Linked DNA regions of Danio rerio: all the other regions are linked to region 3. A link is a contact called in public Hi-C and HiChIP or PLAC-seq data. All regions are on one chromosome and are shown on one strand. Each heading gives the region's core, a stretch centred on a gene start, on an enhancer-like site or on the middle of the called end of the contact. The rest is flanking DNA. Distances are from core to core; before and after follow the strand shown.

Evidence for each region. A called contact is a pair of places that touch in the nucleus more often than the background predicts. HiChIP or PLAC-seq counts read pairs in DNA pulled down with a chosen protein or histone mark.
Region 1: a contact with region 3 is called in an H3K4me3 HiChIP or PLAC-seq map of embryo, with 10 times the contacts expected there. The contact joins the promoter of gpr27 here to the promoter of zgc:113054 in region 3. A contact is called at or near these places in 5 of 18 Hi-C or Micro-C datasets (caudal fin, embryo, hematopoietic stem cells and 1 more) and 2 of 4 datasets of contacts at active chromatin or transcription factors (caudal fin and embryo).
Region 2: a contact with region 3 is called in a Hi-C map of fibroblasts, with 5 times the contacts expected there. The contact joins the promoter of foxp1b here to the promoter of zgc:113054 in region 3. A contact is called at or near these places in 6 of 18 Hi-C or Micro-C datasets (caudal fin, embryo, fibroblasts and 1 more) and 1 of 4 datasets of contacts at active chromatin or transcription factors (caudal fin).

The regions. Positions count from the first base shown.
Region 1 is chr6:46,419,595-46,423,567 of GRCz12tu, reverse strand. It overlaps gpr27 (G protein-coupled receptor 27), which reads right to left and starts at 1,366. Exons shown (of 1, transcript NM_001114434.1): 1 at 1-1,366. The coding sequence starts at 881.
Region 2 is chr6:46,399,294-46,403,537 of GRCz12tu, reverse strand. It overlaps foxp1b (forkhead box P1b), which reads left to right and starts at 1,555. Exons shown (of 20, transcript NM_001039637.1): 1 at 1,555-1,623.
Region 3 is chr6:45,955,558-45,959,387 of GRCz12tu, reverse strand. zgc:113054 reads right to left here and starts at 2,526. Exons shown (of 11, transcript NM_001013450.1): 1 at 2,331-2,526; 2 at 263-452. The coding sequence starts at 2,346. It overlaps eevs (2-epi-5-epi-valiolone synthase), which reads left to right and starts at 2,538. Exons shown (of 5, transcript XM_001343386.9): 1 at 2,538-3,830.

The sequences.
Region 1 (3,973 bases), core at 117-2,616, 470 kb before region 3:
GCCAGGGTGATCATGTAATACATCTTTCCTATCCGTTTCTCCATCTTGAACTCGTCCAGCACGAGCAGCCTCCTGTTGGCGTTGTGTGCCGCCTGCCTGATGCCCACTAACGTCGGCGGCGTCGGACCGCGTCCAAAGCCCGCGATCCAGTTGGCAGCGGCCTGTCCCGTCGCGCCCGGCCCGTGAAAGGTCCAGTTCTGGCTGATAGCCGGAACCAGCTGCGCCGGCTTCATTTTTCGGTGGTCGTAAACAAAACACAGCATTTTGACATACACGACGTGGGTCGTGGCCACGATCACGGCCAGCATGAGCATGAAGCCCAGCGTGTCGTTGGCTTTCACGTATCTGTGCTCGAATATGCACTGCTCTTCCTCCCGGATGAATTTGTAAGTCCCGACATCGAAGACCGGGGGAAATGCCATCGCGACCGACAGCGTCCAAACCATACATATCACCGCGACGCATGTCCACAGCGTCATGCGTTTGGAGTAGAAGCGGTGGTGCGCGATGGCCATGTAGCGCGTTACGCTGACGCAGAACAGGAGGAACGCGATGTGGAAGCAGAACAGGACGGCCATGAAGGCGATGATCTTGCAGCTGATGTAGCTGTAGCTCCATACAGAGCCGCTGTTGATGGAGATCATCACGAACGGGAAGCACACAGCCGAGCGGATGATGTCTGCCACGCACAGGTCGAGGAGGAAGTAATATGGAGCCTTGTGGAGCGAGCTGTCTTTCAGCACCAGCACGGACAGCACGCTATTCCCGAGCAGGCTGATGCAGGTGATGAGACCCAAAGACGCCAGTTTGACCGCAGACGCAGTGATGGCATAATTCTGGAGCGAGGGGTTGCTTCCCCCTGGTTCACTTGTGTTCGCCATCTGTGCAAGCACAACCCAGCCTGGGCTTTGTAATCCGACATTAAGCAGTCCTGGTCCCCCAGTTTGATGAACAAAATATTAGTCGATAACACTCAGTTGAGTTTTTTATATGACCGTACCTCTAGCCGTTTGGTGATCCAAGACATCGCGCGCATCGTTTCGGCGTCGTGCGGTTCTTGATTCTTCAAAAATGGAGCTGCTGAGTAATCCATGAAATGTCGAAGAAAAGGCACCCTAATAAACACGTATCCGTCTCCATTGATCTGAAAATCGCGGTCGTGTAGGCCGAAAACAACCCAAGACGTTTCATCAAAACACAAATAACAGCTTATACGCACGCGTCCAGTTTGTTGTGGAGATCGCGACGAAGCACGTAGCCGTCTTGTCTGCGTTCTTGTTTTGGCGAAACCTCCGGTGACACAAACGGTGGGTCCGTCTTTATGGAGAACGGGGCGATTCTGACATCGAGTCTACTGGCAGCGGCCGATAGGATGACGCCTCGCGACGCGTCGCGCCGCAACGGCTTGAGGCTGCATGTCTACAGTGAAGCTGCACGTCATCTTAAATCGTTTGCAAACGCCAGCCAATCAGCTGTAAGCTCGATGACTTCGGCAACGATTAAGTCGATGTAGCCTATATTCAGATGTATTATATTCTTTGTAATAAAGATTTATAAATAATTAAGTAAATTAATTTGCTAGAGATACATATGAATGGGCAATAAATACATCCTATTCAAATAGCAACCACCGAGCACATGCTGAAAAACACTGGCAGTATAGATGGCTTCTTTTTCAAATTTCTAGCTAATTGGCTTGGCCTAATAAATGAGACATTACATTTTGAAGTAGCTATGTGGACGTAAAATAATCAGCCAGGAAAATCGCCAGTATGGAGTCATTTAAGGTAAACGAGGCGCTGTCCGTGGTGCTGAAGAGTAACCATGACTGATCCCTGTCAATCAACCCACTGTTGACTAAATTACTCTGTCTGCAAATTGTGATTATAAAAAAAACAGTCTGAAGTCACACAATCACACAAGAGATAGTCTATATTTTGAACAAAAAAGCCTATGCATTGCCTAAAAAGATAGTACTTTCATTTCCATTTCATCACCAGTCAGTTTTGAGTTGAATAGCGTCCTCTAGTGTTTAGATATGATCATGCAATTAAGCAAACTTCTGTGGCACAACAGGAATAAAAAAAATATATAATTTTGTGTTCAACAAAGAAAAGAAGAATATACAATTTTATAACAAGTGGAGGGTGGGTAAATGATATCAGAATAACAAAACAGAAAAAATAAGGTGAATTACCTCTTTTTGAACCATTGGAAAGCACCCTTTTCTACTACAAAAAAAATTATAAACTTGCAGATTTCCTTTATTAGATTTTTATTTGATTTGTTCTTTAATTTTGACTGAAGTGTGAATAAAGAGTTGTTCAACACATTTTATTGCATACTGAAGATAACCTAATGACCTTTCCAGTTCATATTGAATGTTATATACACTGAATGAATATATTTGTTTGATTGTAGCCTCACTGGTCACAGGGTCCTTTGGGATTGTGTGTCTTTGAGGTCAAATTAACTCAAGGTACAGTAGTAGAACTGTAGTTTTGGTCATTTTGACATTAGTTTTTCCTCTCCATATAAATGTGAACATGTAAAAGAATAAGCTCCTGTTGTGCAGCTGTGCTCAAAGAAAATCGAAAAAGAAAAATGAGCAGCAAAGATGTTAATTTTGAAAATTGCTTTTATTGTGATGATGATTGTTCAGACATACATTGAAGTCTCTGACACTTCAAACGTATTAATTCTTGCAGAAGATGAAGATTAATTATGTATTAATTAGGTGATTGTGTGTTTTCTATGACTAATGTCAAAATTTATTTTTAATTATTATTTATATTTGGCTCCACCTAGTGGCAAATGTCCGAATGAACGGGATTTTTTGGGCAATTCACATTCAAATTGTTAGTTTATTCCGAAATATTGCTCATACACTTAAAACATATTTTTGTTGCAGCACGATTTTTGAGATTTCGTTGGGAAAACTTAATTATTTATGTTCAATCCACTTAAATTTGTAACAACTATTAAGTTTACTCAATTCCTTCATGTTATCCCAACACAAATTGATTGTGTCAAACCCAACATTGTTTACAGTGTACACAGTTTTTAAAAACACAGTTTGATTAATGTAAGTTGAGATGACTAGAACATTTCATTTGATTCCACAAAATTTAAGACACTGCAATTTTTATAGTGTGACAAGCTTTTACCTGCTGGGTGGCCAAACTTTTTTCTTATTAAGGGCCAAAAACCAAATTTGATTGAGGGTGGTGCACGCCACAAAATATTACTGCTGCTTGTTCAAACCACCTGTTTAAAATAAGATGAAACAACACAACTTTTGTCTTTTCTTCAGCCAGTTTATTTGTTTTATGTGCAGTCCACTTAAATTTGTAAACCATTAAGTCAACTTAAGCATGAAGGAGACAACATGAAGGAGTTGTGTTGGTCCAACTACCTGTTTAGGGGATGTGTATTCCCAGCATAGGGAATCAAATGAAGAGAGGGAAATGTTGACAGTAAAAGTTATTTTACAGGTGTTTAAAGTTAATAGAAAGAATTGTTAGAGTTTAATATTCCCTTTTATTTGAAGATTTAGAAGAGTTTCATAAATTCATGGCTCTTTTAGTTAATTTAGGATAACTTAAAATTACACTAAGAGACTTTGAAATGTACAACACACACTAGACATACATGATATTAATGATAGTTAAAATACATAATAGTTAAATAAAAATAGTTATGAATTTAAACTTTTATTTGATAAAATCATGTTGGACCAGCTCAGTTGCATTTAATTGTGTAAATAGTTTTTTTAAGTTGGTGCTAAACAGTTTCATTGAATGGAAATCCTGCCCTCAATTAAATTGAGTTCATCTAATAAGTGTGAAAGTGTGGATGTTGTGGGGAAAAAAATATGTGTGTGGCAGCAATGCATCACTGTAACATTAAAGTTGCCATGAGTAACTTTCTAATTGATTTACTATTTAAAAATAACAAGAAAACATTGCTTTAC
Region 2 (4,244 bases), core at 306-2,805, 450 kb before region 3:
GAAGAAATGTTGGAAGAAATCAGATTTTTAGTGAATAAAAAATTACCATTTACTCAAACCCAAACCTAAAAAAACAGCAAAATTATTTATATATTTTAATTTATGTATATTTAAAATTATTATCTTTGCTCTTAATAGACTTACCAACTTATAAGAGTTGCATCTTAAGGACATTGTGTTGAAAGTATTCCTTAAAATGTATTGTTAAAAAGAGAAGTTAGAGAAGTGGCCAATATTGTTGACTGTTAATTAACATGTGTTTTGTCTCTGCTTACGTGTTTGTAAAAGGGACACCGTTTAAGTGCCCTCCAAGGGAATAGAGTTTTTCCTCCCTCTCAATAGCAGCGTGCTCTCAATTAGAGTATGTTTAATCAGGAAAACGGCTCGAGTACTAATTACCTTATCATAGCATGCATGTTAATTAGTTTTTGCAAGAAGGTTTCTTGTTTTTTTTTTTTTTTTTCAATTGAATGTTCAAATGAATTCAAAGGAGGAATAACCGATGGAAGTTTTCTTTGATCTTCTGTTTACATCTGTATGTGTGTTTATACCAAAATGTGGCCTATTTGCTGGTTTGAACTTCGAAGCAATTCGGGTGGTCTTAATTGACGTGTTGTTGCTTGTTTATTTGATATATGTAAGGCCTTATTGGACGGATCATTATAAAAGCACGGTAATTATCTTAAACGCTTAACTCGGCAGCAATCCTGCCTCGTTCACATGAAAGTGGGCACGTACAGCCTTTTTTGCTCACCGCTTTAAGAAACCGACTAAAAGTGAATCAGTTTGAGTCATTGTCACCTCACCTCAAGATGCTGTTTGAAAGAAGATCCTCGTAGATTTTTTATTAACCCTGTCATGATTTTTGTGTTGTGTACTTGCTGTTATAATTATGAAATTCCATGAGAACATTGTTTCAGGTTTAGAAATTGCCAGACAAAAATTAAAGCGTTGTCTTTTTACAAATGCGTAATACTGAGGCAAACAGGTGGTGATATCCAAGCCTCTAAAAACTGTTCTAACAATAAAGCACCATTTGTTGGTTCTTTGTTTTCCTAGTGCAAGTGTTGAGAAAGAAGCCTGAGAAATGTACTTGGGGATTACTGGATATTTCTCTAAAAGCATTTTGATGTTATGAATGAGCATAATGTACGATCTTCTGAAGCGTGGATTGATCAATTGGCCAATGCCGAGTGAACTTCAAAGCTGGATATTGAGAGAATCAATCTTTTGATTTAATATCATAGAGCAGCGTGATGGGAATTTTGAGTGCATTTCTGTGAACTCGATATGCAATTGTTTACAGTGATTGAATGGATACTTTCAGGAGGGTTTATCACTTAGTTTATTGGTTATAGTACTCTTTTTTTTTGTTTTCTATGATTTAGTGTAATTGTTAGAACAAATTAATCTTTGATTAACGAGAAATGGATGAACCGACTTTAGATTGAAGAGGCTTTTTCATTTGTTATTTGAATAATAGGAAAGTCTTGATAATTCATATTCATAAGTCATGCAACACTGATTGATAATGAATATATATGTGTTTTTAGATACCTCAACGAGACCAAAGGAATTTAATTGTAGAGTCTACAATCATCTGTTCCGTCACCTCTTGAAACAGTAAGAAACTCTATACTTTTTTGTGACATGGTCAAAAAAAATAGTGACCACTTGCATTATTTTAAATGATTGTTTCAATATATGTATTTTTAAATGGTTTAGTCACCATTTATATATCAAACTATATTTACCTGTAATTTGAGTTTATCATCTGTAATTTATATTATTGCATGTAAGGTGTATTAGCAATAGAAGCCCTATAATTTCTGAGATACAAAAAAAAAATGTAATCCCAGAATTCTTAAAAACAGAATTAGTTCAAATTAAAGCTGCGTGATATTGGTAAAATTTAACATTTTGATATTTTTTTCCTGCAATATATGTTGCGATATACTGTGTCCATACCATACAATTTCTTTCCAAATGGGGCTATTCAATCATTTGGTGAAACAATTCTCTTTGTTAACATTTTTAACCATTAACTATGAGTTTTGCTTTCATAAACTTCTAATTTAATCCTTATTAATAAGAATTATGGTAGTTTAGATATTTGGTTAGGGATGTAGAATAAACTCTTGCAGATTATGTACTTTATAAGTAAGAAGCCAATATCTCAACATGCATGCTAATACAAAACTAGGTAATAGTGAGTGTTGGTATATACAATAAAGCAAGGATACAAGTGAAACAGTGTATGATTTATGGTAATCTAAATGTAAAAATGACTCTCAAAGTCTTTACTCTATAAATAATTTTTATTACAAGTATTCTATATTAAACTTCCAATTGAATGTATTGTGCCTGAGCACCTCTCCTAAGTCTTAAAAACATACAAATTACAACATTTCACTTCATTATAGTTAAACTCTGCAGTGACTTAAATTTTGTGTTCTGAAGTGTGTCTCTTGGGCAGCTATAATCCCAACGTATCTATACAATGTGATGATAGCGGATGCTCACATTATGATATAGATGCTGAATTGATATATTGTGCAGCCCTAATGCACTTATTAAACTATGTTTTACATTTATTGTCATATTGTTATATTATGAATGTTATGTATACACAGACAATTCACAACCACCTGTCATACTGATGTTTTATTTTAAGAAATCAACAATAATTTATCAGAAGGTTCATTTGCACTTGCAGTTTTCTCCCTGTGTTCATCACCCAATCGGCCAGCAATTTTCAGTCAGGACAATGAGCCTCCTGTAACCAAGCAAATGAGCAAAGCAGTTCCTTAAAGATGAAAACATTGAAATAATTAAAAGGGAAGACCAGAGTCCTGATGTAAACCTGATTGAAAATTTCCAGCACCTATTCCTTAATTCTAAACAATGAAGATTACATTATTTTTAAAAACAAAATGAAATGGTACTGTGCTAATGTTAATAAGTTTTTGACTGAAAAAGAATGTGATGGACAATTCACAACCACCTGTCATATTAATAGTTTAATTTTAAGAAATCAACAGTAAGTTATTACTATGGTGCAATGAAATGCACTACAGAAAGTATTACTATTGCTAATAATCATTTAGTTTAAGCATTTATTACACAACTGGTCTGCGTGTTTGAACTTTTTACATCGAGTTTCCTAACAATTATAATATTAATGAATTCTTAATGAGGATAAAAAAGATCTTAAAAATAAATAATAGAAAAGGTGACTTGTAAGTACAGTATGTAATGCAGGAATATGTTCACTGAAAAAAATATATATATTGGTAAAATAATTAATTTCCAAGGGCCTGACATTATGTGAGCAGTAAGCCACTATGTTCAGTTAAAACCCCATTTTACTTTAGCCACCAAAATATTGCAATAAAAGTAATCAAAACAAACAGCAAAGACTTAAATAAGGAAGTAGCAAAAAACTCAATGGTCAAAGTAACATTGAAAGCATAGCCATTCTGTAGTTTGCATTTTCTTCCTCTCCTGTTATTTACATCCTGAATTTAGATGCTCCAAACCCAAGACATTATTAGAACATGTTTGCTTGGCTTAAAATGCATTGGTTTTCATAATCACAGCATTCATCACCTGTTCATCACTAACATAGCGCTGGTCTAGAAGAAGTCGGTATAAATACACCGCAATTGTATATATGCTTACAGAGACGCGTTTTCGCATGGTTAAACTTCACAGAGCTGTCCTTTATCAGTGCGTCTGACAGTCTTGCCGTGTGTCACATACACCGCACAATTTGGATGACAGTGGTAACTGGCACTCGAATAACCAAATTATTTAGTCATGGGTTTTAAATGGGCTCGATGGCAAATGGATGTCAAGTAAATGATGCAATTTATTCCCCCTTTCCTCCTCCTCGCCAGGCGGGCTGCCACGGGACTTCTGCCAGCCTTAAATAAGTGTTACCCAGATGGCACTCGCATGACGCCCACTTGGTTACAGAATTGTTCCGTGGGAATAACTCGGCTTGCCACAACAAGCAATAGGTCAATTGAGCAGCGAGTGCCTGTTGCTTGACCCGTTTTGCATATGCAAATCTGCTAATGTTGTGTCATTTCAGTAAATTCCAGAGGAAGGCAGGCTCTCGGGGCTTCCTAAATGAATTGGAAAGGAGCCCAGTTAATGAGGGCAGAGGGGAGAGAGGTAAAAAGAGGAGATGCTCACTTCCTTTTGAGAGTGCATCACTTCCAAGCGTCTTGGCTTCACGT
Region 3 (3,830 bases), core at 1,277-3,776:
AATGAAAATGAAGTGGAACCTGGTTTCTTTACCCAGGTCAAAGGCAAAGCAAACAAAAAAAACTGTAAAATCTACCACCAAAGTTGTCCAAAAACTGTTAAACAATCCCCATGCTCTGTCTTGGGTCAATGTTGACTTCATAAAACAGTAATATAATGCATGCTAACAGCACTATTTAAACACTATTAAAAACTGTTTAAACACAAACATATATTAAGGATCTTTAACCCACACTATATATCTCAGGGGAATAGTAAGTTACCTATACAACTCAGTCAACGGTTCACTCTCCTTGCTGCTCAGTTGTTCAAGGTATTCGTCTAGTCCACTAGCGATGTCCAAAGCCTTCTGAAGATTATCCCGAAGTTCGACTGGAATACTTGCATGATTCTCTGCGATCTCTTTTGCCTTCAGCAGGTGTTCAACGATGAACTCCACAGGAGTGTCTGAAACTAATATTCAGAAAGTAAATAACTAGATTGTCATTGTGCGGTTAGAGGTGTTAGTCCAGTAGGCTTTTCCTGCTATCTAATTTTCTTGCTGCTATTAACGGCAGAAGCTTTTAACATGATTATCATCATAATAATTAATAATTATGCACAATATTTTGAACTGTTCACAATATATTCAGTGCATGTTTATAATCACAATATATTGAATATTGGCATGTCTAAATTCCAGTGACTAATATTATTACATGCATGCTCTATGGAATTGCAAATTTGACAGTAGAGCATTGAGCTAGAGCTGAGGTGCAAATAAAATGTATTACATTCTTAAAAATATAAATCATTCTAGTCAAATATATCAGTGATTATCAGTAGTATTGTTCTAAACTGACCAACAGCTTAAGTTGTTATAAAAGTATCTGCACTGGTTTGTAATTGAACTCTCGATCATGAAACAAATACATATACTAGGCATCTTTGCTCCAGTAACTTGAATTTTAGGAGTGTATAACTTTTTTATAGGCTCTATGTTATACTGTATCATGTTAATCGTCAATCCAGTGTATGACACACAGGTCATTTACATTTTTTTAATTGTATTTTTTTATTAATAATTTAAAAATAAAGCTTTAAAAAGAGAGGTCTGTGGATAGTGCATGTGCATTTTGTGAGATCAATGCATTGGGTGGAGCTAAAGACCTCTACTGTTTCTCAATAACTCTGTGGAATTTTCTGCGCAGCCTCATGTGTAAAATACTTTTTCTGCACTAATTGTACTATTAAAATAACAATTTGTTTTTTGTAAATTTGTAATTAATTAATGCATTCCTGTTTTCATATGTGAATATTACGAATATAAAACGTTTATACATTTAATTAAATACAGATCATATGGAAACCAGACTGCTGCTTTCAGATTTTTAATTAAAACATTTTTTTAACATTTTAATATATACATAAAGAATATTCATGTATGTACAGTTGCAATCCAAATTATTAAACCCCCTTTGAATTTCTTTCTTTTTTTAAAAAAAATATATTTCCCAAATGATGTTCAACAGAGCGAGGACATTTTCACAGTATATCTGATAATATTTTTTTCTTCTGGAGAAAGTCTTATTTGTTTTTAATTTTAAAAAAAATTCAAGGACAGAACTATTAGCCCCTTTAAGCTATATATTTTTTCGATAGTCTACAAAACAAACCATCATTATACAATAACTTGCCTATCCTGCCTAGTTCACCTAATTAACCCAGTTAAGCCTTTAAAATGTCACTTTAAGCTGCACAGAAGTGTCTTGAAAAATCTAGTAAAATATTATTTACTGTCATCATGGCAAAGATAAAATAAATCAGTTATTTGAAATGAGTTATTAAAACTATTATTTTTAAAATGTGTTGAGAAAAAAAAAACTAAAAATAAACGGGGGGGGGGGGTATAATTCGGGGGGAGTGGGTTAATAATTCTGACTGCAACAGTGTGTTTTCAGCAACGGTTCTGTTTCATTCCCTGGATTGAAGCGAATTGCATTGACGGCAGGAGGAGCTCTAATGTTCCACACATAAACACAACAGTTTAACACGATCATCGCATGACATGTTTTCGTTTTTATTGTGTTCTAAAGTAATTTATTAACCGTGTCGTGTTGATATTAGGAGTACTCTGACCGAGTTCAGCAACACTAACCCAGACTGGAATCCCACTCGTGACTTTGTGAAGTTATTTTTGGCTGTCCTGATAGTAAGTCTCAGCTAGATTTATGAGACAATATTAAGCACGCGTTAGCACTGCTCCAGCAAGCAAAACAGACGTTATTTCAGAAAACTGCGGTTTGGTTTGTCATTTAGCGAGCTCCAACAGACCCACGTAAACATTCCTACCTTTTGCTGTCTGCATGGCGAATCCGTGTAGTTAGAGTAGGGAGGGCTTAGTTGTGTTGGCCGTGTTCCCCGTTGAGCAAACCCACCCTACATGTACAGTTTATGCAAAGGAGCGCGTCACAAACTTACACAAGGTAACGATTTCGCCTTGAGTGCATTGCTCCGCTTCTATAGCTGCCTGCCACGTGTGCGCGCGCAGCGCACTGACTATGTAACTGTGTATGGGTCACCCGGGTCGCAGTGACCCGGGCGCAGTGCCCCACTGAGGTCACGTTATCTCAACCTGCTCTGTCAAATATGTTAATGATTGCTAAATATTTTTTTTAAATCATGAGGAACAAGGTTTGGCTCATTTGACTGTCTAAGACAGGGTTTTCATCAATACATATTAATCTTAAAGGCTACACCTTGTGAAGCTATAGCCTAGGCTTTGTTTGTGTGCATATAACTTTATTCTTTAGATATTTAATCTATGTTTCTGTTTATAGTTGAAAATGGAATGAAAGTAATGTTAGAGATTAATAGTTGTGAGTAAAAATAGAAACTTGACCTCAAGCAATTCCAAAGATCAGATGAAGTCTACAGTATATGACATGCAAAGGCATGCAATAAAAAAAATCAAATGATTTTTTTTCAGTACGCATGACTTCCAATAAAATCCAAAAGTACATAACACCATTCTCCACCGCACAATTTACTCTTTAAAATCAAAACACTGTCATAGAGCATAACTGCAACTGCAATTAAAAAAGGACTTTACAGTACATGCAGTAGTTACAATTACAGTGTACTTATCTAAGCATGCTGTGGGTAATCTAGTTATAGGGGTGAGTAAATATTAGGCTATATAGGCTAGATATGAAAACTGAGATGTGCTCCGAGTTTGCAGTGCATGTGGTTGCTTATCAAACAGTCAAACCAGTTTAACCAGCTTTACTTCACACCTAAAATGTCTTTCCTTTGTCTTGTTTTATTATTGTTTATTTCCATTTATAATCATGTTAATTATTTACTTTATTGTGTTTTTTCTTTGATTTATTTGATTTAGATTCAAACTGTCTAAAATTGGGATTTTAAAAATGAGTCATCTTTACAATGGATGATTACCATTGCAACTTAGAAATAAATAGTAAATAGCTCTACTATCATATAACTGTGATGGCATTCTTTTAAACAATGATATTGAACAAAAAGCTTCTGTCTTTAAAGCACATTCAGACTATTTAATGAAAGTAGTACACTTTGGTACAAGATAAATCGTTTAAATATGTGTGTGTGGTATTGTTTATTTGTTTGTTTATTTATTTTATTATTATTATCTTTTTTTTTTTGCATAATCGCGTAATACATAACATTAACCGTTGATTATATAGCTCACCTAACGCCATATTTCATAACACTCGCCTCCGGGTGTTTCGTGCACGTGAGGCCATCGCTACTAATCTTATAGTGAAGATGAGTTATGCAAGTTCAAGTTTAGTGAGAGACAGCGGGTTTTGG